Regions from separate parts of the Mus musculus genome. Here all the other regions are linked to region 3. A link is a contact called in public promoter capture Hi-C data. All regions are on one chromosome and are shown on one strand. The core of a region is the stretch at or near the end of the contact, and the rest is flanking DNA. Distances in the headings are between cores, read along the strand shown.

Region 1 (5,036 bases), core at 399-2,898, 1.1 Mb after region 3:
TGGAACGAATGTGCCCCTCCCCAGTATGTACACAAAATACCTAAATAAGGTGAGCAATAACTTTAAAAAAGAAAGATTAATTGTCTAGAGTGGAACAATTATAAAGGAGCCAGGCCTGCTCACAGAGAAGAAGGCACAGAAAAGCCTACCTCATCTGTTTAACTATTTCTTAGGGCCTGGGCTTTCCCTTAATGGAGGCTGGTAGGGTTGGGGCCCTCTGATGGAGGAGAAAAGGGGAAGGAGGTGTCTGGGGACACAAGGGCGGGGCCAAGAGCAGGAAATGAGCTGGGAACCACCACCACCCTCCCTTCACTGCAGGCAACCAGAGAAGGGGGACAAAGAGGAAATGACAGATTGGGGTGGGGTGGAGTGGAGGGGGGCAGAATTGTGCCCCCTTTTTTTGTTAAGTTGCTCTGCGTGCTGAAAACAAGCTGGGCAGTGTAGTCGGGTCGGCACTGATCAATTTCAGAACAAATTAAGGCCTGGTTCTGAGTGGTGACTGCATGTCCTACACAGTGATGAGCTCCCAGGCCCACTGCAGAGGGAGCTCCAGACTGGGTGCACACCCCTCTTTATTGTAGTTTCCACTCCCCACTTCAAACCAGGGCTGAAGCAGTCTGGTTCACTTTTCCCGCATTCCCGGTGCAGTCTACCATCAACGGGTTTCTTCTTTGCAAGCAATTTAAAGAAGAGTGTCACTCCTCCCTGCTGCCCCCACTCCTGTGGCCCAGCAAAGGTGCAGAAGGGCTAGGTCCTTGTCCCTTGGTGCTGTTCTCCAGTTAGAATGCCTTCCTCTCCCCTCCGCAAGTTCTATCCTCAGACTCGCTGGGCCCTTTCTTACCTGTATCTCCACTTAGTGTTCCACCAACTATCCCTTCAGCCATTCTTCTGGCATCCGACCTCCATTCCCTCCACCCTGTCCCCAGTCTCCATTCTCTCATCTGATTCATCCACCTCTCCAGATTTTCCAAATCTCATCCCCCACCCCACCCCGGGACACATTCCCTCGGCATTCCCATCCTCGAGTTCTCAGCTACCCGGTCCCTAACTACCGCAGAAGGGCACCTCTCCATCTTCTTCTCTGAGCCACATTTCCTGTCTTGCCTTTGCCTAGATCTCAGGTGTGGTGATCCTGGGCCACTGCCCGTTCCCTAAGAGCTCATTCTGCCCAACGGAGAAGACAAGGTTGGCGTCTGCATGGCAATCCAGCCACCCAGCTGCCCCGTTCCAATTGACCTCCTTACCTTCCTGGCCCGAGTGCTGTAGATGCTCACGTAGGTCACACCCAAACACCCGTTCCTTAGAGCTGCCCTTCTTCTTTCCTTTCTGCCGAGACTTCATGACCAGGGCCCCCCGGGATCTCTGTCCCCCAAGACCTTTGACCTACCAGTCCCCCATGGAATCCCAGTCAGTAGTTGGGCTTGGCCCAGCCCCAGGGGGGGCAGGGCTCCAAACTGGAGGTGGAGGGTGGCCTGGGCAAGGGACAGCAGCGCTTGCCTCTGGGGGGCCCCTGGGGCCACACGGAAGTAGATATGGAAGAGGAAGCTACCAGAACCCTGGCATGAAGCTGTGTCTCGTGGCCAAGCTGAGCGCTAGCCCTTCTCGTCCTGTGCAGCTCGAGGGGGAGCAGGAAGCTGTGCAGCTCCTCAAACCCGCTTCCTGTTAGAGCATCTTTGCAACCACAGGCCTCGGGTGGGGGAGGTAGCTGGCATTCACATCCTCATCATTGCTGGGACTCCATTCATTGGTCACAGCAGAAGGTGATGTCAGAATCTCGGGGTGGAGTAAGGGTGCCTGGGGTGTGAGCAGGTGGCTGCCATTTCTAGAGACCGAAATCTCTAGGTGGGACAGAGACCCGAGGCTTTGCCTGTGAGCACGGCAGGAAAGGACCACGAAGAACATACCCAGGGTGGGGGATTCTTTGATGACCCTGCCATCTTGGTCAGGTCACATTACTTCACTGAGCCTCCAGTCGCTGTACATTTGAAAATGAGGACACAGACCAGGTGACTTTGAGTTTCAGTTTCTTTGTCTGTCAAAGGGTACACGGCTGACCACCCCACACAGCTGCTGGAAGTTTCCAGTACAGTCAGATTAGAACCACTTTAGAAACTAAGGCACTGGCTTCCCCAAAAGGAGGTTATGTCCACACGGCCCTACCTGAGGGCTCTCAGAAATGGTTACAATGTCTTTTGAAAGCCACTTGCTCCTTTCTTAGCTGTATCTGGGCCCTTTCCCTGGGAGGGAATCACATAGAGACTCAGTCCATAGCACTTGTGACTTACCCAGTTCAAGGGGCAAGACAGGAATCAGACAAAAAAAGGTTTTATCTGTTTATTTAAAAACAGAATATCATTTTATGTACAAATATACATATATTTACATGAAATATACATACTAAGACCCCAGATCCTTGGGGTCCATAAGTCCTGGGCTGCTTGGGAATGAAATGAGAGTTTCTCCTTTAGACCAGCAGATTTCAGGCCACACAAGGGTTGGATACTAAATCCCAGTATTCTGACTGCGTAAGTTTGGGCAGGCTAAAGAAAAACAAACATCTTACCCCAGGCTCCACACATACAAAGTGCCAGAGAGCCCCGGATTAATGACTCAGAAACCCCTGGGGAAGGGCCTGTTCTCACCCTCACCCACAACACCCCTTTCTCTTCACCTGAACTTCCACCTTCCCCGCGACCTACCCTCTGCCCTCAACACAACTGAACCAGGAGTCCTTGACAACAAGTCCCAACGCCGTGAAGGTACAAACCACTGTAGACACAGCGAGGACAAGATTCGAGGGGCCATGGGAGCCAAGCCCCCCCATCCCTAGTCTCTTATCCAGTGTTCAGACCTCATACCCCAGGTTCCAGACTCCTCCAGCTGTCAGCCCCCTCCCCAGAACCTCTGTGGGTGAAGGCATCCTAGGAAGAGAACTTTCCAGAACCACAGGCACTAATCCCTGCCGTGGTCTGCTAGACAGTTTGGTTGAATGCCTATGTGGCCTGGCCTGGCTTAAACAAGCCCAGTAAAGAACATGCACACACATCAATAAAGTTTCTTCTTTCTTTCTTTCTCTGCTTTTAAAGTTTCTTTTTCTCTTATTAAGGGAGTCTAAGCAGAACTCAGGAAGCTAGCTCCCTTGGAGTTTAATTTACAGAAGGTACGTACATGCAGCAGGCCCACAGGCCACCAGAGGGCAGAGGGCTTCTGTAACAGTTCTGGCCTCTGGCAGACCCCCGCGGTGTCTGCTTCTCACTTGCTCCCAAGGGGTGGGAACACAGCTCCCCCACTTTGGAGGTCAGATTCTAGCTCCAGCTGTGCCCGCACACCTGGATCTGGCCACAGTCTCCACCTCTCGCTTCTAACCTCTGCATCGCTAATACTGCTCTGGGGTCTGAGGAAAATCCCTGCCTCTGCAGGCAGAGGTCACACATAAGGCACTCTACTCACACACCACACCCTAGGAATGCTCTGCACACAGCCACAAATCCAGTAGCACACAGATCATTCACTTGGACTCTTAACGTGACAGCACGGACACACACACACACACACACACACACACACACACACACACACACACACACACAGAGGATGACCTACACACAATGGTGGGAGGCACTCAACCAGTGGAGCTCTCCTGATGAACAGAAGGATTGGAGGTCAAAGTAGAGCAGTCAGTAGGGTGGGAAGTATCTTCCTAAAGAAATGCAGGCATTTAAGGGGGTTTCCCCTAAGAAGAGCCGAAGTTCCCCCATGGAAGCAGAAGAAGCCAGGCCTCGGGGAGGGAGGCAGGCCTGGGTCAGACCAGGTGCCCTCGCCCGTTGATGTAGATACCATTGCCTGTAGGTTTGGCCCTCAGGGTCCCATTTTCCTGCACAAAATGGTTCATGGCCTGTTTGATGCCTTCATCCTGATCGTCGTCCTCCTCTGTCCTCCCAGAGCCTGGAGATAGCAGTTCGGTCTGTGTCTCGATCTCTCTCACTGTGGTTAACGTGGAGTAGCTGCGGCCTTCTGGCTCTTCACTCTGGAGACCATGGGCAGAAGAGAGGTCAGGAATCAAGACCAAACAGGCAGGCACAGCAGGGCAGGGCTGGGTTGTGATAGGGTCAGAGGTCAGGTGAAGCAAGGGTAATGGTAGTTCCAGAGGCATAGGGGCTTGGAAACTTGGGGGCCGGGGAGGGCAAGAACAATTGTTACATGTAAGGATGGGGTACAGAGAACAAAGGCATAGCAGAAATGGGGGAGGGGTTCGCATGTGAGCCAGGGATGCGATGGGGGACTGGGTGGGGGCTGCTGTCACACCACATCTGGGGCCAGGAGAGGGGCCTGAGGAGAGTGTTGGGACACCGGTGGGGCCGGGGGGGCCTCACCATCACAGAGCAGCTACTGTTGTCCTTGAGACTATCAGGGTGGCCCTCCGCTCTCAGCCCTACACTCTCCTCCGGCTGCAGGGCCCAGACATAGGGGAGGAGTTAGAAAAGAGCTCAGTCTCCTCCCCTCAGCCTCCTCACCTCTCTTCTCCCCTAGCAGTCTCCTCCCTGATCACCTTTCCCCCCCACCCATGGCTCCATGTCCGACACAAGCATCCTTCATCCCTCACTCCCGAAACCCACCCTGGCACCAGCACCGGTGGTGAATTCCTAAAGCAGCCCCCCCAACCCAGTGCTAAGAAGGTCTTGCAAGCAGGAGTGCAAGAGTAGCCCCAGAGCATCTACCCGCCCCCACCTCCCACCCCCAGCCAGTATCCCAGCCTCAGCCCAGCCTCAGTAAGCAGCCAGACCTGGTGTATCTACAGAGGAGTCCAAACTCAAGCAACCCTGTGTGCCCATGTCCCCCCGACCCCATGCACCCAACCTTAGCACACACCTGGCTCCTAGGGTCCGAGTGGTGAGAGTGCAGCCTCCTGATGGAGTTCTCCCTGGTCAAAGTCAGCTCCTCCTCACTGGGAAAGACAACCCCTTGTCAGGAGTGGACAGCAGTGACAGCCTCCTGAAGTGAGTCTAGCCTTGGCTGAGCCTGTGTGAGACCGCTGA
Region 2 (4,733 bases), core at 1,799-4,298, 1.2 Mb after region 3:
TATACTAAGGTGCAGGAAGTGCTGTCCGGTGGTTGGTTCAGATCCAAGTTATGGGTAACTATACAAAACTGACTTCAATTGTGATTTGTTTCAAAGGGCACAGAACATAACAATATGTAATCAATCTTGCATTAAAAAATTTCCTAGTCACAGCAGAAACATATGAGAAGGTTTCCTTATAATTGCAGGCTAGCCAGGTAACAGTTACCCAGGCCTTAACATTTTCTGTAGGCCTTAATATTTTACCTAGGTCCTAATACCACCACTGCCTGACAAGCATGAGGGTTTTGTTGTTGTTAAGAGTTATTTATTGGGGCTGGAGAGATTACTCAGTAGTTAGGAGCACTGGTAGCTTGCTCTTCCAGAGGTCCTGAGTTCAATTCCCAGCAACCACATGGTGGCTCACAACCATCTGCAATGGGATCTGATGCCCTCAACAGTGTACTCATAAATGCAATAAATAACTTGAAAAAAAAAAGGAGTTATTTATTACCGGGCAGTGGTGGCACACACTTTTAATCCCAGCACTTGGGAGGCAGAGGCAGGTGGATTTTTGAGCTTGAGGCCAGCCTGGTCTACAAAGTGAGTTCCAGGACAGCCATGGCTACACAGAGAAACCCTGTCTTGAAAACAAAACAAAACAAAAACTCTTTCCTCCCAAAGAGTTATATATTTTATATATGTGATTACACTGTTGGGGTCTTCAGAAACACCAGAAAAGGGCATCGGATCCCATTACAGGTGGTTATGAGCCACAGTGTGGTTTCTGGGAATTGAACTTAGGAACTCTCCTGCTCTTAACCACTGAGCCATCTCTCTAGGCCAAGAAATAAGTTTTTTACTAAGAGGTAAAAAATGATAGCAGTACATGTACAGATCCAGCAGAAATGTCAGGAAAAGTTATTCCTTTACAGATGCACATAACAAAATTAAAATAATTATGTCACAGCAATTGTAAAACCAATTTCAAACCACTGTTCCCTGACCACATCACTGTGACTGCACGCGCACACACACACACACACACACACACACACACACACACACACACACACACTAAAATAAATAAACACAGATATAAATTTTATTTACCTTAGGAGATCTTTAGTGAAGCATTACAAAGATGTGTTAGCTACATCTAATATCTTTATAAAGAGCTGTGTGGCATGCTAGTAAGATTCAAAACCTCTAGACTTGGTGGTGTGCCTGTAATACCAGTACTTGGGACATGGAGACCTGGGAGTCAGGAATTCAGATACATGAGACCTGTCTCAAAAACCAAAGCAACACTGAGAATGAAAGGAAGAAACTAAGAACATACTATCAAACAACATAGGGGAGAGAGGACAAGAACACTCTATTAGCCAAGCAGGGTACAGAACATCTTTAACCCCAGCACTCCAATTGCAAGGGGCCTTTGGATCCTGTGAGTTCAAGGGCAGCCTGGTCTACACAGAGAATTCTAGGACATCCAGGAGTACACAGACCTTGTCTCAAAAGAAAAACAAATAATCTACCAAACAACACAGGGAAATCATCTGGGATGGAAAAACCCAACATCATTTATTTGTAGCTCAGCCTGTGATGACAGACACTCACCATCAGGTCTGGTTGATGTAATAATGGGGATCCAACTCCATTTCTGTGCATTCTAGGCAAGAATTCTAACACTACACTACGTCCTCAGCCCTTAAAACTATATTTGAGTGTTTGTTTTTTCACCTAGAGGACTGGAGATACAGCTCAAGATTTAAGCGCACTTGCTACTCTTGCAGAGGATCAGTCTTCAGTTCTCAGCACCCACATGGAAGTCATGTCTGTAACTCTGGTTCCAGGGCATCTGTTGCCCTTTACATGCCTCTACTGGCACTGCATGCACATGGTACCTTACATACATGCTGGTAAAACACTCACATGACATACAAATATATAAATTTAAATTGAAGTTGAAGGGGCACACATGCCACGGCATAGGTATGTAAGTCAGAGGACAGCATGTCTTGTTTTTCTTTCTTTCTTTCCTTCTTTCTCTTTTTTTGGGTAGGGGGTTGTTTTGGTTTTGAGGGGTTTTTTGTTTGTTTGTTTTTTGGGATTTTTTTGTTTTTGTTTTTGTTTTGAGACAGGGCTTCTCTGTGTAGCCCTAGCTGTTCTGGAACTCACTCTGTAGACCAGGCTGGCTCTCAAACTCAGAGATCTGCCAGCCCTCTGTCTCCTGAGGGCTGAGATTAAAGATGTGTGACACCACCATCTTGGAATTTGTTCTCTTTGTAGACTCAAACTCACCAAGGTTAAAACTCTAGAGTCCTCTGCCTCCCAAATGCTGGGATCGAAAGTGTGCAATCACAGCAGCTGTGGCATATGGAGTTTGTTCGTTTTAAATTGAGTTGCAGCAATCTTCTGATCTTGACCCCTAAGCTCTGGGATAACACATGTGGGCCACCAAGCTTATTGAGGTTTCTTGGTTTCAAACGAATTTAGAAATTACCCAACCAGCACTTGGGAGACAGAGGCAGGCAGATCTGTGAGTCGGAGGCCAGCCTGGTCTAATAAAAAAACAACAAATTACCAGATGACTTGCCATAGGCTTAGAATAGGCATTCAGTGACTGTTAGTCATTTGGGTGAATTCATCTAAGAAGAAATCGTTTCTATATACTTAATATATAGCACACAAAAGATATTCAGTAACTCTTTGGAAAAAAAAGTTTTATCTTTAGGATGGTTTTAAAACCTAAACAGATTAATTTTGAAGTAAGCAATAGCTCCGGGCCATTTTGTATGTGTTAGAGGCAAGTCTGTGGTATATAGGACCCAATGTCCTTTAAAAAACAAACAAGCTTACATACTTCCTAATTCAGTTGTGTTAATTATTCAGGACAGGGATGGAAAGTAAGGAAGTCACTCTGGAGAACAAAGACGTTAAATTGCGCATCTTAGGAGATAGGACTTTGAAGACAGTCTAGAAAAACCTGAAATTCAAACAACTTTGCTGGTTTGGGAAGGTCTTGAGTTTTTCCCAAGATTGCTTCTGAGCATGAACGGAAGTCGTTCTCTGAGCAGGCTCCGGTGATTTAATGATAGGTGGACAGAGTAGCCCGCCTCCATTCTGTTCTTCCGGACGCTCACACCCGTAGGTCAATTTTATTTCCTTACAATAAATAAATAAAAATCGAATGCATTCAGGGTCCGCTTTAAAGCCATCCAACGCCTCCTCTTCCCACAGTAAAGATGGCGACGCCGTGAGTAAGTGACAAGCAACTGCACTTCCGCAGTTTTCCTGCTCCCTGGTCCAAGATGGCGGACGAGGCCACTCGGCGGGTCGTGTCTGAGATCCCGGTGCTGAAGACCAACGCCGGACCCCGAGATCGGGAATTGTGGGTGCAGCGACTAAAGGAGGAATATCAGTCCCTGATCCGGGTCAGTTTTACTCCTGTGCTTGACCGCGTAGCAGAGGGGTGGCGAGTAACCAGGTGTCCCCGGGAATTGGCTCCGGGTGGAAGCCGCTTCCGGTTTTAAAGTTTAAATTCTAAATTCATATAAATGCGATTGTTTGGGGGGCTGGGGGCGTTACGGGTGGCCGGAGGGAGGATGCAGAAGAGATTCCGGCTAGGAGCACAGTAGGGCTAGACTTTGAAGGAAAAAACAGCAGTATTCCGGGAAGGTGACGTGTCCCTCTCGCACCAGGTGCTTGCTCTGCTGGCTGTGGTAGGGGGTCAAAGTACTTCTTAGCGCCTGAAGAAGTGTCTGTGCATCACTGCTCTTTCATTCTTCATGATGAAATGGATGGAATTAATGTCAGGACTGAAAACCTAAAGTGTTTAGAGGTAGAGAGAGAGATGTTTTTAGTTATAAATTAGCCATCCTTTCAGCTAATTCCTGTTATGGGAAGAGAAAGATTGCCCTCCTTTTGGTGCTTTCTATCTGCTTCAAAACCCAGTAGATCGCTTGCAGTATATGTGGCCTCACTGAGAAACTGGCGAGTGCTTGCGTAGCATGCAAGATGTCCTTGGGTTCCATCTCTGGCACCTCATAAATTGATGAGGCTCATATGTTCTCTGTACCCAGGATGTGGAGCCAGGATTGGAAGCTCGGGTCGTTTTTTAGACTGCATAATGAATTCAAAGCCAGTCTGGACTATAGGAGACCCTGCCTCAAACCACAACAATAAAACATATTATTGTGTTACTAGTATCTATTGAGAGTATATAAAACCGAATAAGAATGGCCCTACTGAGGTTGACAGAAACAGTATTAAACTGTGTTTAAGTGGAGAGACAGAGACATAACTAGGGTATTTTGAGAACATGGGGAGGAAGGAGTAAGGTGTAGCGAGGATTCTGGAATTTTGGTTTCTTTAAAACAGAAGCATAAGAATATGTTTTTGTTTTAATCCCAGGTGTGGGGATGTGGCACAGGTTCAAAGCAGCTGACTATGATTTGCCTTGTTCTCGAGCAGAGGCCTGGTTTTGCCAGCTGCAGATGGTTTCTGGGATTGCATGACAATTGGAATTCTGGGAAATGTTCAGAAAGTATATAAATACTAGAGCTCTGCCAGCATTTGCAGGTTGTTGGTTACTCAGGGCGTTGGCTGTGATTTGTTAGTAGTCTTGTTTAAAGAAACAAGAGGGAACTTAGGTATGCCTCCCCTTCTCACTCCATTTTCTTTCTTGCCTATCTAGTGATAGGGGATGAAGCTGGGGAATAAAGGGTGGAGAAAACAAGAAACCATAAAGT
Region 3 (4,668 bases), core at 2,127-4,626:
ATAAAATGGTATCCACAGGACAAGCGCCTCCATTCAGAGAGAGGAAGGGAGCCCACATCTGGCATCAGGCCAGGTCAGTCTTAAGGGATGAAGTCATTCTGGCTCCCTCTCTCATGCACCCCAGGTTAAACGCTCCCACCACCCCCTCAATGGGCTCTGGTGCTCCGCCAAAGAAGCCAGGCTAATAAGTCCATTGCTAATAATGTCATACGTCTGGGCAGAGGTTGTGTGGTGGGTCACTCCCTTCCCCCACCCTCCAACATGGCTGCTCCTTTCTAACTCTGGGTTTATCCAGCTGCATATTTCCGGCAGGATCTTTCCCCATAAATTAGTTATTTTTAAGTTCATTAGGAGACGTCCCCCCCAGCCAGACCAGATAAATGTCAGGCTCGGTCCCGACCCACACCGCACCGCAGGCCACACACGCACTCAGCTTGATGAATGCAGGTAGTGGAGTGGCTGAGACCTGGGCAGAAAGGGGAGCCAGCACGCTCGCCCTCAATAGACCAGCCGCAGCTACTCAGCTCTCAGGCTGTGTGTGTGTGTGTGGGGGGGGGGGGCGTGTTGTAACCTCTGACTACAAAGGAATGGCCAGAAAACAGGAAAAGAAAAGGAGGGGGCTAGAGGCCACTATCACACGCAAGCCTGCGCAATTTCTAGACCTCTCTTCTGGAAACAGCTTTCCTCTTGCTGCCTGGGGCTGTTTCCAAGGAGCTGGTGTGCCTGGAGCGCTCAGGCACAGGTAAAGAAAGGGCAAGAAAATGATTAACCAGAGACCAGGGTTGAGAGGAAGAAGAGAGTCCAGAGACGGACCTTTCCAGTATCTCCCAGCTCTGGAGACTGGACACAGCTGGCAGGGCTGTTCATTTCCAGCTGCAGTGTCTCCATTCCACTCAGAGGCCATGACCCTAGAATCCCAAAGTGGCAGAGCCACGGGACGGGATTCTCAGACTAAGCTCTCCCAACCAACCCTGCCTGGACAGCAGCTGTCTCTCTCCCTACCCACCCCTCAGGCAGGCAGGCAGGCGACTGATGGCTTGTGGCTGCTGCAGCTGGAGAGACCTACCCCTGGTTACACCCAGGAGACCCGCCCCAGCCCTCCCTCAGTGAAAGAGAAAATGGCAAGTCTCCTTCTGGGGTGGGCTAAAGAGATGTGTTCAGCTGGAACACAGGTGTGGGAGATGCTTAGAACTGGGTATCCCAAGTGAAGACAACTGGATAGCTTGCCTGGGGGGTGCCAGTGACGAACTCTACTGCTGACTGTAGCCCTAGGAACCATCCTCAACCAGGCCCACAAGGTTACAACAATAACTGGGAAAGGAGGAGTCATAAAAGGTCTTCCAACCCAGTGCTCCACCCAAACCATGGATGGATGGCAGTTTACCTCACCCCATTCACTGTCAACGCTGAAGGCAAGGGAGACAAGCTGGAGGGTTGGACTCTAGGTTTCATGACTACGTGTTGGGAAGACAATGGGACTCTCCTCTCCCTGGGCATGTGGAATGTAGGGAACTTCCCAACTTCTGAAACAGAAACGCCACGTGGGTAGGCAGAAGGCCAGTGGGGGGCACTGTGGTAAGGGGACGCCTTAGGGAAGACCCTCCCCCACCAGGGGCCAGTCCCCTAACCACCTAGATAGAGTCCAGAGCAGAAGAGAAAGCTAAGCTCCACAAACAGGAAGCCACAAGGGCTGCTCAGGAGAAGAGGAGGGGGTGGAGGCCGTTGCCATGGCGTCTGTGTACCAAACATGGGAATGGAGGCAGGGTGGGGGCCCCCCCGGGGCAGGAACACCCACTCCACACAGACTTGGGTGGAGGCTCTAGGCGAAGGGGCAAAAGCGATCCCAGCAATTCTCAGGGTATAGCCAGACTGGGGAAGCAGGGAACGGGGAAGGGGCAGCTCTGGAGGACCTGGAGGGCATATGCAGTTTGTGGGTAGAGAATCAAAGAAGACATACCCTGGGTAGGAAAGACTTTTTTTTTTTTTTTTTTTTTTTTTTTTTTGCTTAAAAAGCCCACACCTGGCAATCTCGAAGGACAAAGCCATGGGGTGAACACTGACTAGGGGCCAATCCCCTGGGGACCAGCATAGACACCAAGGGTGTGCAAGGGGATCGCAAGGACAAAGATTATTTGCGGCTTTGGAACGTTAACACCTTGCTCACCCCTCCTTACCTTGGCCCAAAGCCTGAGGTGTACCCTGAGCTACAGGGAAGAGAAAATGGGAGAAGCTTAGAGATGAGCTATCCCTGACTACTGCTCTAGGGAACAAGGAGACCCGTCCAGCCACTGGTCTCCTACACCGCACCTCCACTTGCCATCACCGCTGCTTTTGCTCCACAGATACCACGTATCCCAGAACCTCTCGGATAGGAACACAGGTAGGCCTGCAGAGCCCAAAAAGGAGGTAATCTACTTCCGGTCCAGCCCCTTCGGCCGTCCCCCCCACCCCCACGGCCACACCCTGCCTGGGCCGTTAATGTGGATGAGTCACCCACCGCCCTCCCGCCACTGGGGTGACGCAGGTCTGGGCAGCCCGCCCGCCCGCCCGCGGCCACCACCGGCTTTCCCAGCAGCAGGGGGCACGGGAGGGGGCAGCGGGTCTCAGGCTAGGGTAAGAGAGTTTGGATAGCAGCCAACCCCTACAGACAGGGCACATCCGAGTGCAGTCAGGGCTGCAGCCCGGAGATGTCCGAGGTCAAAGGCGCTCCAGGAGAAGAAGGGGGTTTCACAGAAGACCAGGCTACTGTGCAAATAACTCCCGGAGACCTGTGACCCCGAGTACCCGGACAAACGAACTAGCAGGAGGGGGGCAAAAGGGCGGTCTCGGGGTCACAGAAGGCAGGCAGTACCCACACGTGCTCCTGGACCAGGAAGTGAAAGGGGCGCGCGGTAAATTCATGGACCGGAGCGCGCGCCAGAACCTAGTTCTTGCGGCCACTCAGCAGCCTGCGGACGTCCGACGCCCTCCTTCCTTCTCCCCCCAAAGAGAACTCAACGCTGGAGCAAACGGCTGGGGCTTGGGACCAGACCTCTTGGGTCGGGACGGACGCCCCGTCTTGTGCACCCGTAAAACTTGCCTTGCTTAACTGCTGAACAATGCAGAGAAGGCTTGGGAACCGGACCTGACAGCACGGGGCGGGGCACCCAGTTGGGACCCCAGCGTCCGCCAGTCTTCAACCCCCACGCTCCCAGAAGCAAGTCTCAAGTGTTGGCTTCTTGCTTTCTACAGACCACACACATAATCCCCAACTCCCACCCCGCTGCCTTGGTCCCTCAGTCCTGCTCACCGTCCAAGAGGGCTGGATGAGAGCGCACGCACGACAGGGGCTGCAGCGGCGAGTGGAGCTCAAGACCCGGCCGGGCTTGGAGTTTTCTGGGGGGTCCCGCCTCAGACGGGGCGGACCAGGGGCGGGGCAAGGGCCAAGAGGGTTTAAAGGCGCCGCCGCGTGGAATGCTGGAGCGCTTAAGATAGGTGGTCAGTAGGCAGGAATGAGCCGTAAAGGACCTGCGGAGTCCTTGGCGCCGCTGCAAAAGGTCTCCGCCCAGGGGATCCTCAACCTGCATTCACCAGCCATAGACTTGTATCCTAATAGGAAACTTTCTGCCTAGACTAGCTAGCTCAGGATCGCAGGCCTGTTTCTATGAGAAGCCTACTATTACAAAAAGGCCGGCCTTTTGTAAATTCAGGTCCAGGAAGCGCCTTCCTACAGGATAGAGTAAGGAGTAATAGGTCTGGTGCTTACAGGCTGGGACAGCACCCCCACGTGGTTCTGCTTGCCATTTAACTTCAAGCCCGGGCAAAAAAAAAAAAAGAACAGTGAGGTCACTCCTTGCCCGGGGCCTTGAGGGTGTGGTAGGGCTTGGGACCTGGGATTCAGACCCAGTTCTCTCTCTCCCTTCCATCTCCCATTTAATAAATTGACATTTCTTCTTAGATCTTGGAGGGTTGGAGGCGGGGGCTTAGTGGAGGAAGTTGGCAGGCACTTTTCTACCCCTTAAGAGTGAAGAGCAATAGTTGAGGGGTGTCCAGAACACCTACTTTTTCAGGCTGTAGTTAGCGGAGTTCCCCATTTAAAACCCACCAGTGTTTTTCTTTCTTCACGTTATGGAGTCCCCCGTTGAGCCTGATATTTAAAAGAACAGCAGCCAGTTCCACCCTGACCTTTGACTTCTCTATTCCCCAAAGTCCCGCTCAGACCCACAGAATGTCAAGTTTCAGTCCCCTGTGCCTTTAGGGTGTTCCTCTGCCCGAAAGTGGGTTTCCTTCACTGCCCCGTCACCTGCTCTGCCTGTTACCTGCTTGTGTGGCTTCTGGTCAATTACAAAAGCACCTTTGGCTTTAGTTGCCGTGCCCAGTCTACAAAATAAACTCCGGGCGGTGGACGGGACATGGAAAGAACTCTGAGCAGTCTCCTGTGAGTGTCCCAGGAATCCCCACATGTTTTAAGTATTTACTAAATATTGACTCAAACTGAACTCTTTGTGCCAATGTGATAACCAGCTTACAGCTTTATCACAGTGCGTAGTTGGCCTCAGTGACTAGCGAGAACTCCCCAAGGACAAAGGCATTATCCCAGTGATTTCTCTATTTTCTCATGGCTTCTGGCCTAACAGCAGATCTCTACTAGGCACTCAACAACTTTTTTCTTGAATGACTGTTGAATGT

The links. Promoter capture Hi-C pulls out the DNA fragments that hold promoters and counts their contacts. Capture Hi-C pulls out chosen DNA fragments and counts their contacts.
Region 1: a contact with region 3 is called in a promoter capture Hi-C map of adipose tissue, with 2.3 times the contacts expected there. The contact joins the promoter of Arhgap30 here to the promoter of Tagln2 in region 3. A contact is called at or near these places in 1 of 39 promoter capture datasets (embryonic stem cells) and 1 of 9 other capture datasets (adipose tissue).
Region 2: a contact with region 3 is called in a promoter capture Hi-C map of cranial neural crest. The contact joins the promoter of Ufc1 here to the promoter of Tagln2 in region 3. A contact is called at or near these places in 2 of 39 promoter capture datasets (cranial neural crest and pre-B cells).

What each region holds. Positions count from the first base shown.
Region 1 is chr1:171,385,572-171,390,607 of GRCm38.p6, reverse strand. It overlaps Arhgap30 (Rho GTPase activating protein 30), which reads right to left and starts at 1,648. Exons shown (of 12, transcript NM_001005508.2): 1 at 1,245-1,648. The coding sequence starts at 1,341. Nectin4 (nectin cell adhesion molecule 4) reads right to left here. Exons shown (of 9, transcript NM_027893.3): 7 at 4,870-4,945; 8 at 4,374-4,448; 9 at 2,321-4,027. The coding sequence ends at 3,803.
Region 2 is chr1:171,293,317-171,298,049 of GRCm38.p6, reverse strand. Ufc1 (ubiquitin-fold modifier conjugating enzyme 1) reads left to right here and starts at 3,048. Exons shown (of 7, transcript NM_025388.3): 1 at 3,048-3,129; 2 at 3,223-3,416. The coding sequence starts at 3,294.
Region 3 is chr1:172,498,954-172,503,621 of GRCm38.p6, reverse strand. It overlaps Tagln2 (transgelin 2), which reads right to left and starts at 3,376. Exons shown (of 5, transcript NM_178598.2): 1 at 3,290-3,376.